Linked DNA regions of Rattus norvegicus: region 2 is linked to region 1. The links are chromatin contacts, called in public Hi-C maps. All regions are on one chromosome and are shown on one strand. The core of a region is the stretch at or near the end of the contact, and the rest is flanking DNA. Distances in the headings are between cores, read along the strand shown. Region 1 holds the start of Dis3l (DIS3-like exosome 3'-5' exoribonuclease). Region 2 holds the start of Rab11a (RAB11a, member RAS oncogene family).

Evidence for each region. A called contact is a pair of places that touch in the nucleus more often than the background predicts.
Region 2: a Hi-C map of liver shows a contact between it and region 1, with 2.2 times the contacts expected there. The contact joins the promoter of Rab11a here to the promoter of Dis3l in region 1. A contact is called at or near these places in 3 of 12 Hi-C or Micro-C datasets (frontal cortex, liver and mammary epithelial cells) and 1 of 1 datasets of contacts at active chromatin or transcription factors (oligodendrocytes).

Annotation. Positions count from the first base shown.
Region 1 is chr8:73,733,755-73,738,229 of GRCr8, reverse strand. It overlaps Dis3l (DIS3-like exosome 3'-5' exoribonuclease), which reads left to right and starts at 2,703. Exons shown (of 17, transcript NM_001008380.2): 1 at 2,703-2,956; 2 at 4,371-4,475. The coding sequence starts at 2,818.
Region 2 is chr8:74,139,556-74,144,030 of GRCr8, reverse strand. Rab11a (RAB11a, member RAS oncogene family) reads left to right here and starts at 2,347. Exons shown (of 5, transcript NM_031152.3): 1 at 2,347-2,451. The coding sequence starts at 2,412. Trnaq-cug5 (transfer RNA glutamine (anticodon CUG) 5) reads right to left here and starts at 2,006; the gene lies at 1,935-2,006.

The DNA.
Region 1 (4,475 bases), core at 1,454-3,953:
TCCTGCAGAAAGACAAGTGATGTTCGGTACCCATGCAGTATTCTTGTCCTAAGACACTGAGAATTTTTTTAATTAATTTTTTTTTTAGAGAGTTGGGGTTGAAGATAGGGTTTCTCCCTGCAACTTTGGTTGTCCTGGAACTGGACACAAAATTCTGTAGACCAGGCTGGCCTCAAACTCAAGAGATCCTCTTCCCTCTGCTTCCTGAATGCTGGGATTACAGGTGTGTGTCACCACCACCCAGGTAATTATTACATTTTGTGTAAAATATATGTGTTGTACAGCAGTTACCCTTACCTACTGAGATAACTCACTAGTGAAGAAACTGATTGTTCTTTGTTTTTTGTTTTTCAAGACAGTTCCACTGTGTAGTCCTGGCTGTTCTGGAACTCATTCTCTAAACCAAGCTAACCTTGAACTCAAGATCTGCCTACCTCAGCCTCCCAAGTGCTGGGATTAAAGGCATATGCCATCACCACCTGCCCAAAACTCATATTTAAGTTTCATATTTCTGTAACATAAACTAGTTTATTCTGCCTGATAGGCACTCTTCTGGTCCAGAGGTCTCAGATGGCCAATGAGACAAACCACCGAAACAACCAAGCAAAAGGCTCTGGTCCATTACACATCATTTCTAAGAACTAATCATGTTTCTCAACATAATGTATAAAGCCAGGCCTGGGCACATGGAATCCCAGCAGTTGAGAGATGGAGGGAGGAGGAGTAAGGAAAGAGATCGAGGCTATTGGCTACGTATCATGACCCTGTCTCCAAAAGACTTGAGAGAGAAAAGAGAGGGTGTAAGGAAGAGAGCTGTGGATATGGCTAAGGATATGGCTCAGTACTTACCCTGGAATGCACAAAGCCCTGAGTTCCATCCCCAGGTACCTGCAATCCCAAGACCTAGCTACAGGCAGAAGGATCAGAAGTTTAACTACATGGCAAATTTGAACCCAACCTGGGTAGCTGACACCATAAGTAATTAATTTGAGGGAGTGGGTGGGGGGAAAAAGCAATTAATTTGTATGTTATTGCCCCAACACAAACCAAGGAGATGTGCAATGGACATTGGACTACTGTAATTATTCTCTGAGATAGCATCTCATGCATCCAGGCTGGTCTCCAATTTACTGTATAGCTAAGAACAGCCTCGAACTTCTGATCATCTTGTTCCTACATCCCCAAGTGATGGGATTATAGGCCTGTGTGCCTCCTGGGGGTAGGGCGGTGCTCAGCAAAGAACCTCGTGCTTGCTAGGCAAGCCCTCTGCCAACTAAGCTCCAGCCTTGTTTTAAACACTGATAAAAATCAACTCTGCATAAAACCCTAGGTATGCTGTTCCTTAAAGGGTGGTTCATTTGCGGACAATTTCGAGCTACAAAGTGCTGAAGAGAGATATTAAAGGCAGATTAGTACCTAATCGAAGTCATTCCTCCAACCCCATAGCACCAGTGGCTTTAAAAAGATAGCAAGGGAACTGGGGAGGGACTGGTGGACAGTTATCTAAAGCATTTTTTTATGTAGAGAACAATTTTGGCTACTCAGTGTCGTCTGGTCTCTCTGGAACTGACTCCTGTGTTAGACAGGAAGGGCCTCTTTCTTTGTGGAGAACGTTAGGAACCCTCCTTGCACTGTCGCCTGTGCGCCAGTTCTACATTATTTTCCCATTTGTACAAGTTTACCTTGAGTTTCACCGAGTGATTTGACACAAAGGTACAAGGAGGAGGGGACCGTGACTCTTTATGCATTCCCTGAGGGTGAAATGAGAGGCTGGTCCTGGTTTATTTCAGCTGTACTGGAAGAGCCATGTGTTTCCAGTCAACTGGGTCAGACACATTAACCAAAGGTTGCCAAGCAGTAAATTCCTTAGGTGCAGGCCCTGTGTTTTACTCACCATCGAATAGATGATGCTTAACCCGCTTTGAAGTTGAGCAGTTTCTAGCTTGAACATTGGTTCTGAAACTTAATAACTAGGTATCCTTGGACACTTAAGCTCCTTTAATGCAGCCTCACATACGGTGAAATGAGGATTAAAAATACACGCCCACTCCTTTGATTTAAGGAAGCTAAATGAGACTCTCCTGTATGAAGTTGCTAATGTAGCTCCAGTGGGCCCAGTGCTTGGAGAATCGAGGCTGTCTGGTCTCCCAAGATACTGTCCTTTTTGTCAAACACTACAAGCACAGTACTTAGTGATCATATCAATAGCAGTTTTAAGAATTCCTTTGCCAGAGGCTGCCAGCGCTATAAAAGTTATACAGTGTTTACCCCAAAGGACTGGTTTTCATTTTATCTGTAGTGTTTGAATATTTACATGCATTAAAATTTAAAATAAGCATATTTTGAAGGGGAAAACCAGGTTTGGCTAGCAGGGTTACCAGTATTTTTTTGCTGAGCCTTTCAATTCTTTCAGATATTGCAAAAATAAGGATGAAAAAACTCAATAGTTATTACCTCTGTTAATATGGCAAGCCCTTCCCACACCGGCCTGTGGGTAGAAAGAAAGTAAAAATAATCTTTTCACAAGGGAACTTTAGACTAGCTGCCACAGACTACCGTCTTACCCGCTGATTCTTTGGGTAAACAGTTTATCTACACTTTTCCCGCCCCGGGGCAACTAAGGCAAAGAGAGGAGTCAAAGGTGCAGGCAGGGCTGGGCCAGGCGTTTCCTCAGTGTAGGCTAGGTCGTTCCCGGTAGCGGGAACCCAAAAGCCGCCGCCTGCCCGGCCAGGCCGGAGGGGCGGGCCCCAGGCCTCGGCCTCGCCTCCACCTGCCGCCCGCCGCTTCCCGGCCACTGTGCCGGGCGACGCCGCCAGCATGCTGCAGAAGCGGGAGAAGGTGCTGCTGCTGAGGACCTTCCAGGGCCGGACGCTGAGGATCGTGCGCGAACACTATCTGCGGCCCAGCGTACCTTGCAACAGCCCCCTGTGCCCGCAACCTGCCACCTGCCGCAACGGTCAGGGCCGGGATGGACCGGGAAGGCCGGGGCGGGAAGAGCAAGGGAGGCCGGGGTCGGAGGAGAGAGGGAGGGTCGGAGGAGAGAGGGAGGCCCGGATCCGAGAGGGAGGCCGGCGCCAGAGGAGCGAGGGAGGGAGGCTGGGACCGGAGAGGGAAGCTGGGGCTCGAAGAGCGAGGGAAGCCGGGACCAAAGGAACAAGGGAGGCTGGGGCCTGACGTAGCGAGGGCGGCTGGGCGCGAGTAAAGGGAGCTGAGGCCTGAGGAGCGAGGGTGGCCGGGCCCTAGTGAAGGAAGCCGGACCCAACGAGACCGGAGAGCCGCAGCTTGTGGAGCAAGGGCGGCTTTGGGCTGGCGTCAAGGGCGGAGCCAGACCCTCGCGGACCGTAGGCAGCCGAAGCGAGCAAAGCAGTCTGGGCAGCCCAGGAGACGCCCTGGAGCGTCCGCAGTGCGTCCGGTCGTCCTTCCTAGTGATCGGAAGCAGACAGCACCGGCCTGCAGCTTCAGGGGCGCTCCTCTCAGGACCAGCCCACTGTAATGGCCGGGTCAAATGGGAGGCCCGAGAGCCTGCAGGCACCGGATGCTTCGGTTTTTCCTGGGGACCTGAGGGCGTAGGCACCTTCTTTCTCCCAAAAGTAGCTACTGGCATTGCTCCTGAGCTCACTGCTGGACTTTTGGCATTGCCTGCTCTGCTCCTACCAGTACGCAGACTCTCCAGCATGACAGCCTCTTTATCTTAGGACTAGGGACTTAGGCTGGGGAATGCTGGGAGCTAGACTTTCCCCGATTTTCAGGCAGCATGTTGCTGTTTGTTACCCCCGGGGAGATGAACCTGAGGAGGTCTTTTCAGAATACATAATCGAGGTCGCAGCTTGACCAAGCAGGTGTCAGTTGAGTGGAAACCCTGCCGCTGCCCATGGATTGTATAGCACAGCCTTTCTAGTATGTTTCTCTTTCAATCCTAGAACAGTGTAGCCATGTTCAGAAGCTTCAAACAGAACATCCTTGGAATTTTTAGGTACATACAAGTGATTAACACACACACACACACACACACACACACACACACACACACACACACACACATGTGCACTCTTGCTGTGACGGCTTAGTAGAAATTTAGCTTCTTCCAAGGATGTACTTGTTTTTAAAATATCAGTCATCCTCTTAAAGAAGTACTGGCAACAGCATAAACCATGTTGGGCTTGTATTTAATCACAGCTGAGGGGAGGGGGAAGCAATGAATCTGAACTTTGAGCCTCTACCAAACTAGATTTGTCTTGTCTTTTAAAAACTTCAAGGTGAAATTAAGATGAGAAGTTATTTTGCACACCGGGAGCACTGCGACATTGAAATAGTCATAAACCAGGTTTGAAAATGTTACCTAATCGCTTCCACTCTGAATTATGTTTCAGATGGGAAGCTCTTGTCTGCTGAAGTGACTCATTATGTGATCCCAGACTGGAAAGTTGTCCAGGATTACCTTGAGGTCCTGGAGTTCCCTGAGTTGAAGGGAATTA
Region 2 (4,475 bases), core at 1,098-3,597, 410 kb before region 1:
GAAGGGCTGCCATTCTAGAGTCTGACTGAAGTCTCTCTCTCTAGCTAGTAATGAACAATTCCAATGCAATTAACCCTTGCTGTGAAGGTCGCCAATGTGGAGGTGATAGTCTTTATTATTGTGGAGACACTGTAGATTTATTAAGGGAAAGTAAAAAAGAGAAAGAATGCTTCCTCCTTTTAAAACTATATTTTTATTTTGTGTGTGTGTGTGTGTGTGTGTGTGTGTGTGTGTGTGTGTGTGTTGTAGGAGTCAAAGGACAGCTTTTAGGAATCAGTTCTTTCCTCCTAGGTCTCTAGGATTGAGCTCAGCCCTTCAGGCCTGGTGGCAGGTGCCTTTACCTGCTGAGCTGTCATGAAGGAGATGCACAACACCTCTGAGACAGAATCTCAACAGAGGGGCCTAGAACTTGCAACTTTCTGCCTCAACCTCATGAGTGCTGGGCTCACAGGTGCTGCCATCCCCAGCTGTAGGGATGGCCTTTATTGTGTTATGTTTTTCTTGTTTTGTGACACTGGCTGGCCAGGAACTCACTATGGAGACTAGGCTGGCCTTGAATTATAGAAATACTTGCCTCTGCCTCCCAAGTGGGATTGAAAACATGTGTAGCCACACCTGGGCTAGTGATGGTCTTTACAACGTTTCCTTTACAGAGAGAATGTTAAACAGCAGTGGACTATCCTTAAGGACTAAGACTTGATTAAGTATGGCCACACTCTTCCACCAGATCTCATAAACAAGGCTAAAGCTTTGTTTACCGTGAAAACATCCCTAGTTCCTCTGTAACCCTTCTTTGTGACCTTGGATTTTACCCTCTCAGTTGAGTTTATACTCACCAAATAGGAGCAGTCCTGTGATCTCAGATTCCTCAGCAGATCTCTATTTTTTTTTAAAAGAGTTCTCTCTGAGACGTTCCTAGTCGTGCTCTTGGCCACACCTTTCTTTCTGAGACCCTCACTTCCTTTCAAGCATAGAGCTTAAACTCTATACTAAAATCTCTTCTAATAAATTCTGATTGTCTCATATTGGCTCATCCTGAAAGGTTTTTCTGCAGCAAAGCCAAGAGTCAGCTTTTCTCAGAATCCAGGTCCCTAATAGATAAGGGAACTCCTCAGACAGCTGGTGGCAGTGTGGAAGAACGTCTAGTCCCTGCTGACAATCCTCCTTTCCAACTTTGGAAAGACCGTAAGGACTACCCTGAGCCTACTCAGATAATCAAAGATAATATTCCTGCTTAAGGTCAGTGATTAGCAATTTGAATTCCATCTGAAGGCTGAATTCCTTTTTCATGACCAAACATCTGCTTCCTAGGAATTATTAGGTGACTATGCCTCTGCGTGAGGAAGTGGGAGTGGGAGGGGGCCGAGGAGGACAGCAGGGCTAGCCTGGGCTACATTATGCGAGTGAAACCACCTCAAACAACAATAAGAACAAAACAACTCTGAGGAGACGCTGTGGCAAATTTCTTGAGTCTTTAACACTGATATTCGCTAGAATGGAAATTGTCATTCTTCTTCTGTTAAAATTTATTTAATCGGGCTTAGTTCGAAGGCCAGAAAATAGGACTCAAGATCTTGATGAATCCTTACGAGGAGGGTGGGCGAAGTTCTCTTAATGACATCTGGAGATAGTGTGAGAGATTTCTGGAGAGATTGAGTGGGTGAGGAGTGCGTATCCTTAACTGAAGCTGAGGGTATAAAATTCCAGCAAAAGGAATCAAGGAGCAAACTTCCTTCAAGGCTAAGAAAGAACTAAGAGTTTAATTACTAGGTCTCCATGTAGCAGACACTACTGAATTGAAGAGATTGATTAGTGTAGTCTTCATAGGTAAAGGCTATATGTGGTTCAATCCAAAAGCGGATATAACGAGGTTATTCTATTATTTGTTATGAACTAATGTAGTCAAAATGAATTAAGAGTGATAAGAAAAGAGCAGGTTCCACCGAGATTTGAACTCGGATCGCTGGATTCAGAGTCCAGAGTGCTAACCATTACACCATGGAACCAGCACGAAGGCAGCATAGCCTTCGGGTGTCTAATACTAACAAAACTCCGCCCCCAACCGGAAGTCAGACCTACTCCTCTCTTCCCTGAATGTTGGGTGAAAAACAAGCCAAAGGCTCTAAGGAGCGTCTTAAGATTGTTTTTCCTGTAAGAGTTCCCAAGCCGTGTGAGAATGTGGAGTCTACTTCAGCGAATTCCACCCTGCATAGCTCATGGGCGGGGTGCCTTTTCTCCGGAAGTACTTTCTGTGAGGGGCTGGGGCCTTTCGGAAGTGACGCAGACAGGGCGGGGCTCTTCACCGGGTCCGGCCGCTCAAGCTCTTCGCTCGGGTTACCCCTGCAGCGACGCCCCCTGGTCCCGCCGCCGTTACCACCGCCGCTCCCGCCCCTCAGCTCCTCGGCCGCGCCATGGGCACCCGCGACGACGAGTACGACTACCTCTTTAAAGGTGAGGCCGTGGACCACCGATAGCCCATTTGGGGCCGGAGACACTCCCGGGGGACCCGCGCAAGGCCAGCCCTGCCCAGGACAGAGTCCGCCTGGGCGCTTCCTTCCTGCCGCCCCGACGGGGGTCCCGCTGCTCGTCCGGGTACCCGCGCCCTTGGGAGGCCTGTCAGGCCGCGGCGCCCCTCGCTCTGTGTCCTCCCGGATGGCTGCGCTCCTCACGGCGGTGCAGTTCCTTCGGGCGTCTCGAGCCCCTCCTCTTGGATGCTTGCTGCTGGTCTCACATCCCCCTCTGACAGGCCCCTGCCTTTGCTAAGTACCTATATTGGGACGCCCACTGTCTCTATGGGTTTTTGTATTTTCTTTTCTGTTCGTTTCCCTTTCCTTCCCTCCTCGTGAGCCTTTCCTGGGATTCGGCCAGATTCGCCCGTCCCAGGGCCCCCACCCCCATCCCCGCAGACCTCGAGGTCAGTACCCGCGGACTGTCCCCTCCCTCCCCACAGACGGGCAACTCTGAGTCTCTCCTCTTCTCGTAATGTTTAGCGCTCCGGTGCGACCTGGCTTGTGGGAGGGAGAGAAGGGGAGGGTAAGAGGGGCTGTCCATCACTTCTGGCGTTCGTGCACTTGTCGCAGTGTCCAGCAGGCAGATGACTTCCCACCTCGCGGGGTTTTTTTTTGTTTGTTTGTTTGTTTGTTTGTTTTTTGTTTGTTTTTTACCCCTTTCCTTCTCTTGTCCCTGCCCAGCTAATCAGACCGGGATAACTCTTTTATTTGGCTTACGAGAAGGGGCTGCGGATGGGTGGTGGCTGTTATCCCTGCCAGACCTGAAGGCCCAGTTTCTGAACAGGAAAGGTTGTGCGCTGCACAAATACTAGCTAGCTTATCACTGTGGACTGGTTGCTTCCTGCTGCAATACTGGGAGGATCCAACAGGAAGGGAAGAACCCTGGTTGGCCACATACCTTTCCCAAACCGTGGGAGAGGGTTATAGTGGTAGCGTGCTCTTTTAGTCAAATCAAGAATTTATTACGGGGGGGGGGGGGGATGTGGAATCGGCAGACGAGAACATGGATGTAAATAGAGACTTGCTTATTGGTCGAGTCTGCGAAGAGGCCAAAGTGAAAGGATACAGTTCTCAGCGAAAAGAGAGTACAGTGAACGCTTTCTGTTCATGAATGCCTTCTCACTTTCGCAGTCTTGCTCTGCTCCTGAATTAGAAGGGCGGCCATCAGTAATTTGTTGAACAAAGATCATTACCAGAGAGGAAGAAGCCCTTGCTAGCAAAGCTTTACTGTGGAGGGTGGAGTTTCAAGAGTGTTAAGTGTGGTGAGTGTTCCTGACTTTGCCACTGGGTGCTAAGAATGATTGACTAAGTGAAGAAGCAGGAAACATTTCCAAATACTTTACAAGTCTTGGCATATTAGCTGCTGGTACACCCTTATCATTATTTACTCCTCGAAATATGCTATTTATAGGGTAAGTACCTTCAGTGTCTACCCTTACTACCATCTTGGAAAGAAATGTATAGATAAGAAGGTACCAAACTTTAAAAATACAACTAGAAAAGCCGGGTGTGGTGGTACAGGCTTTTAAAATCTCAGCATTGGGGAGGAAGAGGCAGGCAGTTCAGTCCAACCTGGTCTACAGAGTGAGTTTCAGGATAGCCAGGGCTACATAGTGAGTCCCTGTCTTTAAATAAATAAATAAATAAATAAATCAAAATTAAAACAAATAGGCCTGAGATGTTTATTTAAGGCATCTGAGATTATGTGAAATTACCTAAATCCTAAGGTTTAGTCAGTCAAGGGAGGCTTTTTTTTTTTTTTTTTTTGGTTCTTTTTTTTTTTTTTCCCGGAGCTGGGGACCGAACCCAGGGCCTTGCGCTTCCTAGGTAAGGGCTCTACCACTGAGCTAAATCCCCAGCCCCAAGGGAGGCTTATTTTTAAGTACTTTGTAATGGCATTTGGTATGTGAAGGTTGGTTATAGAAAGCTGTTTATTTTTCCCTAAGAATGTTAATTGATCCTAGA